Regions from separate parts of the Macaca mulatta genome. Here region 1 is linked to region 2. The links are chromatin contacts, called in public Hi-C maps. All regions are on one chromosome and are shown on one strand. The core of a region is the stretch at or near the end of the contact, and the rest is flanking DNA. Distances in the headings are between cores, read along the strand shown. Region 1 holds the start of RTEL1 (regulator of telomere elongation helicase 1). Region 2 holds the start of PPDPF (pancreatic progenitor cell differentiation and proliferation factor).

Evidence for each region. A called contact is a pair of places that touch in the nucleus more often than the background predicts.
Region 1: a Hi-C map of fetal cortex germinal zone shows a contact between it and region 2, with 2.6 times the contacts expected there. The contact joins the promoter of RTEL1 here to the promoter of PPDPF in region 2. A contact is called at or near these places in 2 of 14 Hi-C or Micro-C datasets (fetal cortex germinal zone and liver).

What each region holds. Positions count from the first base shown.
Region 1 is chr10:116,516,409-116,522,204 of T2T-MMU8v2.0, reverse strand. RTEL1 (regulator of telomere elongation helicase 1) reads right to left here and starts at 3,908. Exons shown (of 35, transcript XM_077952198.1): 1 at 3,715-3,908; 2 at 1,639-1,910; 3 at 654-852; 4 at 232-325. The coding sequence starts at 1,740.
Region 2 is chr10:116,389,978-116,395,409 of T2T-MMU8v2.0, reverse strand. It overlaps PPDPF (pancreatic progenitor cell differentiation and proliferation factor), which reads right to left and starts at 3,406. Exons shown (of 4, transcript NM_001266949.1): 1 at 3,284-3,406; 2 at 2,823-2,902; 3 at 2,595-2,672; 4 at 2,035-2,512. The coding sequence starts at 2,877. The coding sequence ends at 2,301. It overlaps LOC114670575, which reads left to right and starts at 3,444. Exons shown (of 6, transcript XM_077949132.1): 1 at 3,444-3,615; 2 at 3,677-4,058. The coding sequence starts at 3,444.

The DNA.
Region 1 (5,796 bases), core at 2,659-5,158, 130 kb before region 2:
CGCCAGCCCAAGGTCAGCACACAAATGCAAAGCTGCCTCCTCACAAGTAATGGGCACTAGGGACAGCCCGGGCCCCGCCCCACCCCTGGGCACCAGCACACTGCACACTTCTGGGGAGCGTCTGGAAAGACCGCCCCCTCCACTACAGCACAGCGTGGTCTGTGGACCCAGCACCACGTCAAGCTGGTTCTCTCGAGGACCCCAAGACAGGCGTGAACTCGTCTGACCCACCGGTAGGAGGTGTTCCGAAGCTCGTTGATGACCTGCGTGAGTTGCGAGTGGGTCCTGGAGGCGTAAATGATCTTTGGGATATCCGTGTAGCAAGCTGCCCAGACACAAGCAAGCACAGAGGTCATGGTTCTCACGTGTTAAAGGCGGGTGGCATTCGGCTAACTCAGCCCTGCAGACAGCCAAGAATCTGACACCCCAGAGACTTATCACAAACGGGCGAAGTGTACATCTGCCACGCCCTAATTCAGCAAAAAAGCCCAACCCTAGGTTTATACCCACGATGGCGAGAAATTATGTGGCAGCTACAAAATTCTCCTTGAGCTCTGCTGGCAGAAGTCCCCATGGGCCCACCCTACCCTCAGCGCCATCCCTTGCCAGCCATCCCCACAGGAGGCCAGGGGAGGCCTGGGAACTAGGGTCACCTATGGGATCTTCAGCAGCAGCAGCAGCGTTGCCCCAGGACGACAAGGCCTGATTCGGGAAAAGCTCCCCTTGAACCCTCTCGGCAATCTTGCGGGCAGAGATGGTGTCTCGGAGGTGTTCTCGCCAGGCCAGCGTGGTACACAGCAGGCACAGCGTCTTCCCCGTGCCCGTGGGGCTCTCCAGAATGCCGTTCACCTTCTGAACAGAGTTGGGGGCAAGGGTTACGGGGAAGCCAGGAAGAGGCAAGGCCACACAAACCACCCTGAGACAAGCCTCAGCAGCCAGCGGGCAGCTCTTCGCAGATGCAGAGGCCGCTGTCAGGTGGCGAGAGCCCCACGGGACCATGGATAAGTCCGCAGGACACTTTCCACTCTTGCCCTAAAGGGCGTGAAGCAACTCCAGCTGCCATCAGCAGACCATTTGCAGAACATTACCCGAAATGCAACAGTATTTTTCAGCCTAAATAGTAAGATGACTAATTAGGCGTCAAGTCTCAAAATAGGAAACTGTTCTGTGTTTCCAGATCCAAACACTTACGCTGTCCTATCTGATGTCCCACATACGAGCTCTCAGATGGGAACCTGAGCGGGAAACTCGGGGAGGGGAGGGGTGTGAGCCGGGTACAAGAGGGCACCTCAAGGAACCCAGGAGAAGGCAACCTGCACCGCTGCCACCTCCCTGCACCCCAAAGGTTCAAAGACCTTCAAAGTGAGGCTGGCCCCCGGCTGCCCCTCTGATGGAAATGCTTCCTCCTGACCTGTGAATACCAGCCGCTCCTCAGAGGCCCCCAAGGCACTAAGTCTGTCACTCTCAAGGACGATGTTTTTACTTGTCAATCCTCTCTCTGACCCCACCTGGAACACCAGCCTTTTTATGACAGAGGCTGCCTCTGGAGGGGCCTGGCTGGAATGGGTCGGGAGAGGGACGCACACCCAGCCCCAGCTCCACCTGCCTGCAGTCCTTTCCTCCCAGCCTGTGCTCTACCTGCTGCAGGCATTCCAGGACCTTGGTCATGTACTCCTGTTGGCATTTGTAGGGCTGGAATGGGAAGTCTATGGTCACACCATTCAGGACTATCTTGGGCATATCAGCCTCTTCTCAGGAGGGCACAGAGGGTGGCTGAGGGGCAGGCTATTCGGGTCTGTGCGAAGAAACCACTCCGAACATCTTAGGATCTCGGGCACTCCTGGTAAGTGATGCGAGCAGGTGCACTGGGACACAACGCGGTTCTCTTGGAGAATCCCTATGGCACAGACCTGGGAAAGACAGTAAGACTCTGTAGACAGCCTTTGTGGGTACCGGGCCACTTTCCCAGGCGTTTCTATGAGTCCCTCCTGTGGAGAGGGTCGGAGGGCAACCCTGGCATATGCCATCTCAAGGAGCTGGTGGGGCAAAGATGCGAAATGGCGGGGCCTTGCCTTATCCTCCCGCCCCACAACTCCGTCCTTCCCTGGCAGAGACGCCCACAGCGCTGCAAGTTCCGCCCGCAGTAATTCCGTGACTTCCACAAGAGCGTGAGGACTGGAGAGGCAAGCGGCACCCCTCCCGGCCTGACCAGGCACAACGTCAGAGCGAAGGGTCTGAACCTCCGGGCCTGCCTCTCCAGCTCTCTGCCCTCCTGGCTGGCTGGAGGCCATTCCCCATCCCGCCTGGGTGGGCAACCAGATGCAGCCAAAGTAGCGAAAGAGTATCCCGGGATGCCAATCCGTGCAGCCCTCAGCAAGTCACTCAACTTCTCTAAGCCTCAGTCCCGCTTGGGAACTGGGACTAACAGACCAGACACGGACACACGGAATATCGGCCCTTCCCTCCAGCCCCGGCCATCGGCTCAGCCAGCGCCCACGAGCGCAGGAAACTACAGGTCCCAAAATGCAGTGCGGCCAATCCGCCGACCCGCGGCCCCGAGGGCGGCACGGGGCCTGCCGGGAGCTGTAGTTTCGAAAACCGCAAGGCGCCCACGAGCCACTCGAGTAAACCACTTACAGAGTCACTGCGACTCACTGCTCACTTGTCTCCGGGGCGAACCTTCCAGAACCGGGGGCCCTCAGGAACTCAACCGACTGCAGTCGAGCGCCGCCACGGCGTCCCCAGCTATCAGCCAGTTCAGACTTCGCGGGCAGAGGCGCGCATCGCCACTGATCCCACTGCACTTCCGCCCCCACTTCCGGTCCGCTGCTTTGTGCTCCCGGCGGAAACTGTTCCCCCGCGGAGGGGGTCCGCCTGCTCTTCGGCTCCTCCAGGCCTACGGGGCCGTTCGCGCGTTCTGTGTGCGGCTGCCCTGCCCAGTGAACCTCACTTCCATCGCCCACAGGCAGCAGAAATCTGGGGTCCCGCCCGTCTCCTTCCTTGATGTCATCCCCCACCAGGGTCTCCGTTCCACTACCGCCTCTCTAGGCCGAGCCACCACCGTTGCCCGGAGAGCTGCACGGGCCTCGTCCCCAGAGGCGTCTTTTTACTGCTCAAGTGTGAGCTGACCGCTTTCCTGAAAATTTGAAAATGGCTGCCCCTTGCCCAGGACCCGGTTCCTGAGAGCCCTGACCGCCTCCTCTCCCTCCTCTCCTGCTCTGTCCAGCTTCTGCTCGGGTCACTGGCCCCGCACTGGCCCCGGCGGCCTCCCTGAGTCCCCAGCACCCGGCACTGGCTGGCAGCAGGGCGGACCCCAAGAGCGAGGCCCGCACAGTTCTGCGGGGTCAGCCCAGCGTGAGGGACGCTAGTCTCAGGCGGCCCCAGCCCCCGTGCCCCAGAAGGCCCCAGGAGGAAGCTGGCGCTGCGTGACCGCGCACGGTTGGGTTTCATGTCCACGGACGGCACAGGCGATGCCCTGCGTGCCCATGCTCGTGGGTGTGAGCTAGTGCTCGGAGAAGCCCCAGCACTCACTGGCACCCAGCCCCGTGTGCCTGTTCGGGTGAAGGAACCGCGGGCTGCCCGTCTGAGACCCGGCAGGGAGTGGAAGACGAGGAGACCAGCCACACAGGCTTGTGGAATGAATGGGCACCACAAGTTTCAGTGCCCCCCATACGTGCTGATACGGCTCGTCTCTGTGTCCCACCCAAGTCTCACCTCGAATTGTAATCCCCGCGTGTGGAGGGAGGGAGGGACCGGGAGGGAGCTGATTGGATCATGGGGTCAGTTTCCTCCAGGCTGTTCTCATAAAAGTGAGTGCTCAGGAGACCGGATGGTTTAAAAGTGGCAGTTTCCCCTTCTCTCTCTCGCTTTCTGCTGCTGCCATGTAAGACCTGGGAACTGGGACTAACATAGACTTCACCTTCTGCCATGATTTTTTTTTTTTTTTTTTTTTTTTTTTTTTTTTTTTTTTTTTAGACAGAGTTTTGGCTCTTTTTGCCCAGGCTGGAGTGCAATGGCACAATCTTGGCTCACTGCAACCTCCACCTCCTGGGTTCAAGCAATTCTCCTGCCTCAGCCTCCCAAGTAGCTGGGATTGCAGGTGCGCGCCACTAAGCCTGGCTAATTTTTTATATTTTTAGTAGCGATGGAGTCTGACCATGTTTGCCAGGGAGGTCTCAAACTCCTGACCTCAGGTGATCCGTCTGCCTTGGCCTCCAAAGTGCTGGGATTACAGGTGTGAGCCATCACACCCGGCCTCAGGTAGTATCTTAACAGCAGTGTGAGATTCGACAAATGATTGACACACTTCTCCTCTGGATGACCTCTGGAATAAGTCCTCTCTTTTTCTTTTCTTTTCTTTTCTTTTCTTTTTTTTTTTTTTTTTTTTTGAGACTAAGTTTTGCTCTTGTCCCTCAGGCTGGAGTGCAGTGACACAATCTTGGCTCACTACAACCTCTGCCTCCGGGGTACAAGCAATTCTGCCTCAGCCTCTCGAGTAGCTGGGATTACAGGCGCCTGCCACCACGCCTGACTAATTTTTGTATTTTTAGTAGAGACGGGGCTTCACCACGTTGGCGAGGCTGGTCTCGAGCTCCTGACCTCAGGTGATCCACCCACCTCAGCCTCCTACAGTGCTGGGATTACAGGTGTGAGCCAGATAAGTCCTCTCATTGTCCACACTTTCTGTGTGAAAAAATGAGGCACAGGGCGTTGAGCAGATTGCCCAGAGTCTGCCCAGGAGCCAGGAGTTTTACCTTTTGCTGCCACACACTCCATCTCCTAAGAGCAGTGACCAGGAAAGGCTGTCCTGTGGACTGAACTGAAGTCTGAGTCATCTGCTCCTTGCCAGCTGCTAGAGGAGCATTCTGGCCTTGGGCAGTCAGGAATTCCTGTGCCCTTGCCCTCCTCCTCTAATTGCTGATGTAGCCACAGCTCCAGCATACAGCAGGTGCTTGACGGATGTCTGTTGAATGACTGAGTGTTCTGTTGAGGTATAGGGCTCCTCCTAGGATCCAGGGTTAATTTCCTTTTCTTTTCTTTTTTTTTTTTTTTTGAGACAGAGTCTTGCTCTGTCACCCAGGCTGGAGTGCAGTGGTGCGATCTCGGCTCCCTGCAACCTCCACCTCCCAGGTTCAAGCGATTCTGCTTCCTCAGCCTCCTGAGTAACTGGGATTACAGGCGCCAGCCACCACACCCGGCTAAGTTTTGTATTTTTAGTAGAGGTGAAGTTTCACCATGTTGGTCAGGCTGGTCTTGAACTCCTGACTTTGTGATCCGCCTGCCTCAGCCTCCCAAAGTGTTAAGATTACAGGCGTGAGCCACCACACCCAGCCAAGCCAGGGTTAATTTCAAGAGTGCAGAGGTCTGATAAAAGTCACACTTTATGAAAAAAATATATATATACATATTTTTGAGACAGAGTGTTGCTGTTGTCGCCGAGGCTGGAGTGCAATGGTCTGATCTCGGCTCACTGCAACCTCCCCGTCCCTGGTTCAAGTGATTCTCCTGCTTCAACCTCCCAAGTAGCTGAGATTACAGGCATCTGCCACCACACCTGGCTAATTTTTGTATTTTTAGGATAGATGGGGTTTTACTATGGTGGCCAGGCTGGTCTCAAACTCCTGACCACAGGTGATCTGCCCACCTTGGCCTCCCAAGTGTTGGAATGTGAGCCACTGCACCCAGCCAAAACATTGTTTTTTGAGACGAAGTCTCCCTCCGTCGCCCAGGCTGGAGCGCAGTGGTGTGATCTCCGCTCACTGCAAGCTCCGCCTCCCGGGTTCACGCCATTCTCCC
Region 2 (5,432 bases), core at 2,157-4,656:
GATCCTCCCAAAGTGCTGGGATTACAGGCGTGAGCCACCACACCCGGCCCTTGGTCACCTGCTTTGACCTGAGTCACCCCTGGTCACCTGCTCTAAGTCATCTTTAGCTAACTGTTCCTAATTGTCCTTCCTACCAAACTACTCCCCCCACCACTCTGGCTCACACCCCTGCTCTCTTTAAAATAGCCAATCAGAATTAGCTTAGAGTGTGCGGTCCAACCCCACCCAATAGGGGAACGACACAGCAATATAGGATATCTGCGTCAGGAATAAGAACCCCTTCCCCTCCCTTGTCTAGGTGTGCTCTCGCCATTGCTCCATCCGCGAGTTGCACCCTTCTATAGAAGTAAAAATGGCCTTGCTGAGAAAATTAATGTTCAAGTGCTATTTCTTTGTGGCACTGAGGAAGCATTTTGTTTCTAACAGGTCTCAGCCATGAAGCTTGTGATGGGTGAGGAAAAGATATGACTTCTCCCCCTAGAGAATCTGATGAGGATGCAGCTCCCAGGAGCAGGCCATGGACACTCCCAGGGTCGTGAGGTCCTCCAGCCAAGGGGCCCCCTGACCTGAGGCAGGGGACGATGCCCTGGGCAGCCTGGGGCTTGACTGCTCCCTCCTCCCAGCTGCCCCTTCCAAGACACCAGCTCCTGGGCAGTGCCCCTGCCCCGCTAACTCCAAAAACCAGGCACAGCTTCTTTCTAACTAAGCAGGGTGGACCCACCCTTGGTTCTGACCCCAAGTTCTCCAGCTCAGCCAAGGGCAGAGCCCCCCCAGGCCACATGACCTGAGCGTGGCTGGGCTCTCTCTTCAACACCAACTCCTGCTACCCTCACAGCTGTGTGTGCATGAGAGGATCTCTGTGGGCTTCATCTGGACACTGCAAAAGACAAGACTGCAGGGAGCTCAACTGCCATTGGGAGCAGCCTCCCACTCCCGGGTCCATCAGAGGCTCCCCACCCAGCCTCACACTGACCACTGGCTTGGATGGCTGGGTGAGGCTGCCCCCACCCTGCAGACAGGACAAAGGCTGAGCCATCAGAGGCCACAAGCCAGATGCCTTCCCACCAGCTTCCCACCAACTGGTGCAGCTATTTATAGTGCAGTGAAGCAGGGTACCAGGCAGGGAGCACCCACTGGTCCCCACCTCTCCCCACAGAGCCCCTCCCCTCCCCCACTGAATCCCACCCCTTCTCAGAGAGGTCCCTCCACTCGAGCCCTACCCTTCCCCACCCCACGGCAGCCCCTCCCCTCACCATCTCTCTGGCCACACACCAAGTCTCCAGCTATCTGACTGACTCCCACCTGCTCACTAAGCTGCCTCTCAACAGAACTGAGTCAATCCCTGTGGGCCCCTGGAGGTGCGGTGACACCACCCACCTTGGTTATGGAGGAGTCTACTGAGCTCACAGCCCATGAGCTCCTGTGTGTGGACCCCCACCCCTGCTGGACTGCAGCACTCCTGGGCTCCAGCACTCCATGCCTGTACTAGGCCAGAAAGACGCAGCCATCCTCCCAGTTCCTGCACCCTCTGACCTTTAAGCTGGGCTACCTGCGACAGGAAGACCCCTCCAGGGTGCCTGCAGCTGCTACCCCTCAGCCTGTCTTGGGGCAACACCCCAATGGGAGGCCCTTGGGAGACAGCCCTGAAGCTGCCCAAACCCCACCAGCAGGTCCCTCCAGAGTGAGGAGGGTTTCCAGCTCACAGCCAGGGGCTACTCCCCCCGCAGCTCCGGGTAAGGGGCCCGAATCCCTCAGAGGACCAGCCCTCCCTGCTCCCTTCCCCCCGGCTGAAGGTGACACAGGGGCCCACCTCAGTGGCTGCCCTGGAGCCTGCTTGTCCAAGGGTCCCCGGAAGCAGCGGCGAATCCCGTCCTTCTCAGTCCCAGCAGCGGCCTCACAGAGTGAGGAGGCCCAGGAAGGCCTGGGAGCAGGGCCAGCCCCCATCAGGGAGTGAGGTCAGGAGGGATTCAGCCATTTCTCACACTCAAACGGAACCTCGGGCCGCACAGTTCAGGAACACACCATCGGGTACTGGCTGCTTGGAGTTTATTTTCCGCTTGGTGCCAGGTGCACAGTTCCAGATGTCAGGAAAGCTAGCGAGTGCCAGGGCCGGGCGGTAGAGAGCGGGGCCCTAACTCCTTTTTGGTGTCTGCTGTGTTGATGCGAAGGTCTGCTTGCTGCAGCCGCCTGGTCTACAGGGTGGGGAGTGGGAGGTGGGGAGGGGACGGGGGCGGGGAGCGGGGAAGGGCTCTGGTGGACTGGCGCCTCCGCTGGCCTCGGGCTGGTGGTAACCGCTCAGGTCAGGACGGGGGTCCAGCGCTGGCTGTGCTGGACTGACCGCCGGGCTGCTTCCTCGGGGCGTCCCGAGCCAGGCCACCGGTGGTCATGCTGCTGGAGGCCTGGGGGGGTTCCGGGTGCTCTGCGGACTCCAACACCGTGGCCATGAACGGGAGGGTGGACTTCCCGAAAAAGAAGCTGGCCCACCAGTGACCCGGGTCAGCCTTGGGGAGACCTGAGAGAAGCAAAGTGGGGTCTTGATGCTGCCAGCTCCTGGGGGCAGGGGCGGAGGGAGAGAGGAGCGGTCCTGCACTCACCTGGGGGGTGGGGAATGGCTTCCCCGGGGCACTCGGTACTGCCGCAGGAGCTGTTGCTGGAAGTGGAACCCAGGCGGCCTGGAGAGGAGAGGTCCCGTCAGCAACGCGGGGCACAGAGCCCCCCCCAGCCCACCGGCCTTCAGGCCGAGCGCTGGTTCCGCAGGCTGCACGGGGGCGGCACTGGCGCTAACAGAGCATCTACGTGGGCGGGGGGCAGAGGCTACTCACGCCGGTAGTAGTCGTGGGTGGCCACGAGCGAGCCGCTGGAGGGGATGGCCGCCATGCTCTGGCTTGCTGGCTGGTGGGACCTGCGCATTGGGGTCGGGGAGCCCCTCGGATCAGCGGGATTCCCTCAGGAAGGGCGCTCCCCAGCGGGTGGAGCCGCCACGCTGGGTTCTTTACCGAGGCGGGGCTCCCCAGCTCCCGGGACCGCCTTCGCTGCGCGGGGCGCGGGCGGCTCCAACCAGCCCGAACCGGCCGAGAGTGGAACAAAGGCGCTTTGTGCGCAGGGCACCGGCCCGGACGCCAGGAACCTGGTAGGCGCCGTCCCAACCCGCCCGACCCGGGAAGAGCCCGCCCGGGATCCCGCGCCCAGTGCTTGCTAGGGGGAGAGGAGAGGAGCCCCGGCCCTGCCCAGCGCCCCCAGCTCCTCCGGCCTGCTCGTCCCGCCCGCGCGCCGCGCCCCTCACCTGGGCGGCAACCCCTCGCGGGCCTCGGCGCACGATCACGGGTGGCGGGGACGGGGACGCTAAGCCACGGAGCCCATTTGCAGAGGAGACCGCGGGACACCGCGCCACGACAGAGACGCGCGCGCGCGCGGGGTGCGCACGCGCGGACGCGCACACTTATATGAGCGGGGGGGGGCCGCGGCGCGTCACGGAGGGCGGGCGCACCGGCTCCTCCCCGGGTCCCACTCGGCCCCGCCCCCTCCCCGCGTCCCGGAGAAGCTCCGCCCCCTCCCTGGGCCCCCACTCGGTCCCGCCCCCTCCCCGGGCCCCGCTCGGCCCCGCCCCCTCCCCGGGCCCCGCTGGGGCCCGGCCCTCAACTTCCTCCTTGGTGCGACTCTTGCCGTCTGGCGTGAGCTGAGCCCAGCACCGTGGCGTTCGTTCTCTTAAGGCGGCCCGGCTGGGCCTGGGTCTGCAGGGGTCAAAAGACTCCGGGTCCAGGAGTCCGGCCCCCGCCTCTCTCCCGGGCCCAGGCCCCCGTCTGCGACCCGTCTCGGACCCGTCTCGGAGCCCAGCCTGGTCCAGCCCGCCCCGTCCTCTTCAGCCCCTGTGGAGGCAACGGGGGCGCCGGGCGGGCCAAAGAGTGCTGTGCGCGCGGAGCTCCCCGGCCCGGCCTCCAGGGACTTCGCAGCCAGAGGAACCTGGATCCCTCCCGAGCCCGCCTCGCAACTCTGGCAGCTCCGGAACCTGCTTCCCCAGCCCCAGGCTGCGCCTGCTGCCCGCAGCGGGCGGTGAAAGGGTGTGCGGATGGAGGGGCAGTGGGAGGCGGGGCCCAGACGGAGAGCGCGGCGGATTTGGGTGGGTGAGGTGAGTCTCCAGTCGCTGGAGGCAGAGGCTGGGCCCCGCTGCTCAGAGACCCCATGTTTGGGGAACCCAGAGCGTTCCTGGCAGGGCCCTGGGGACGGTCCGCCATGCCCTGCTGTCAACTGTCAATCAGGAGGGGGCGCGCTTTCCCTTCCCAGGTAGAAAGGCGTCCGTCCCTCCTCTGCCCCCCCCCCCAGCTGAATCCTCCCCACACCTCCCTCGGCCCCGCAGGGGAAGTCGGCCTGCCCCTACGGAAGTCCCGTTTCTTTACACACCTGGTCCTGGCTGGGCGGTGTCTTCCCCGTCGCAGAGAGGGTCCGGGAGGTCCGTGGGGCGGCGCAGTCCGAGGGCTTCGGGAGTCAGCCTGGGTGGATTTGTTTCGTGGCTCTCGTTGCTGGCTGAGACGGCCGTGTGCCTGTGTTCCGGAGATCGAGGCCAACGGATGTAGGACTCTGCCCTCGCCAGGTGCTCAGTGAGGACCCAGAGCTGGGCAGGGACCCTGGGAGGCCCCTGAGCAAGACTTGGAGGGACGCCCTTGTGTTCCCGAGCACGTGGGGAAGGCGCTGTCCTGGGCCCTGCGCCGCTGTGTGTGTTCATTGCACGAGTGTGTTAAGCACCTACTATGTGCTCATGGCCAAGCCAAGCGCAGGGAACGGTGAACCAGGGAGAACGGCCTTCCCGCGGGGAGCACTGCAGAGGCTGCAGGGCATGGGAGGGGAGGGGGGTTCAGGTTTCAGCTGAGGTCTGCGGAAGGCTGCGGAAGGAGGGCAGGAAACCGCCCGAGCCCCACCTGGGATGGGGAGCTCTGTGCTGGGGAGCAGTGCCAGGACCTGCAATGGGAGAGGTGTGCAGCCCCGAGGGGTCACTTATGAGGCAGATGGGTCAGTCGGGTTGACACTGGGAGGGTGGAAGTTTCTGGCAAGACCTGGGCTTGTCTCTGGAGGCTTGCACTGCCGGCCCAAGGACCCACAGCCCAGGGCTCGCCCACCACAGCCTCCTGCATCCGTGTGGGCCACGGGTACTTCCCCAGACAGCCCCTCACATAGGCCTCAAACTGACTGCGCCTTCAGGGTCAAGACAGTGCATCGGCGTGGGCAGGGGCTGGGAGACACTTAAAGCCCAGGACACTTAAAGCCCAGGAAGTGGGGATGGGGCCTGGGAAGCAGGACACCCCATCTCTGAAGCTGTGATCTGCCCCTGCTGAACCCAGGGCATGGTGGTTACCTGAGCTGGGGTACAGCTGGGTGGGGTGAGGGCTGGTGCCAAACCTTGGGGTCCTGGCCAGGACTCTCGGAGCAGCACTGCCCCA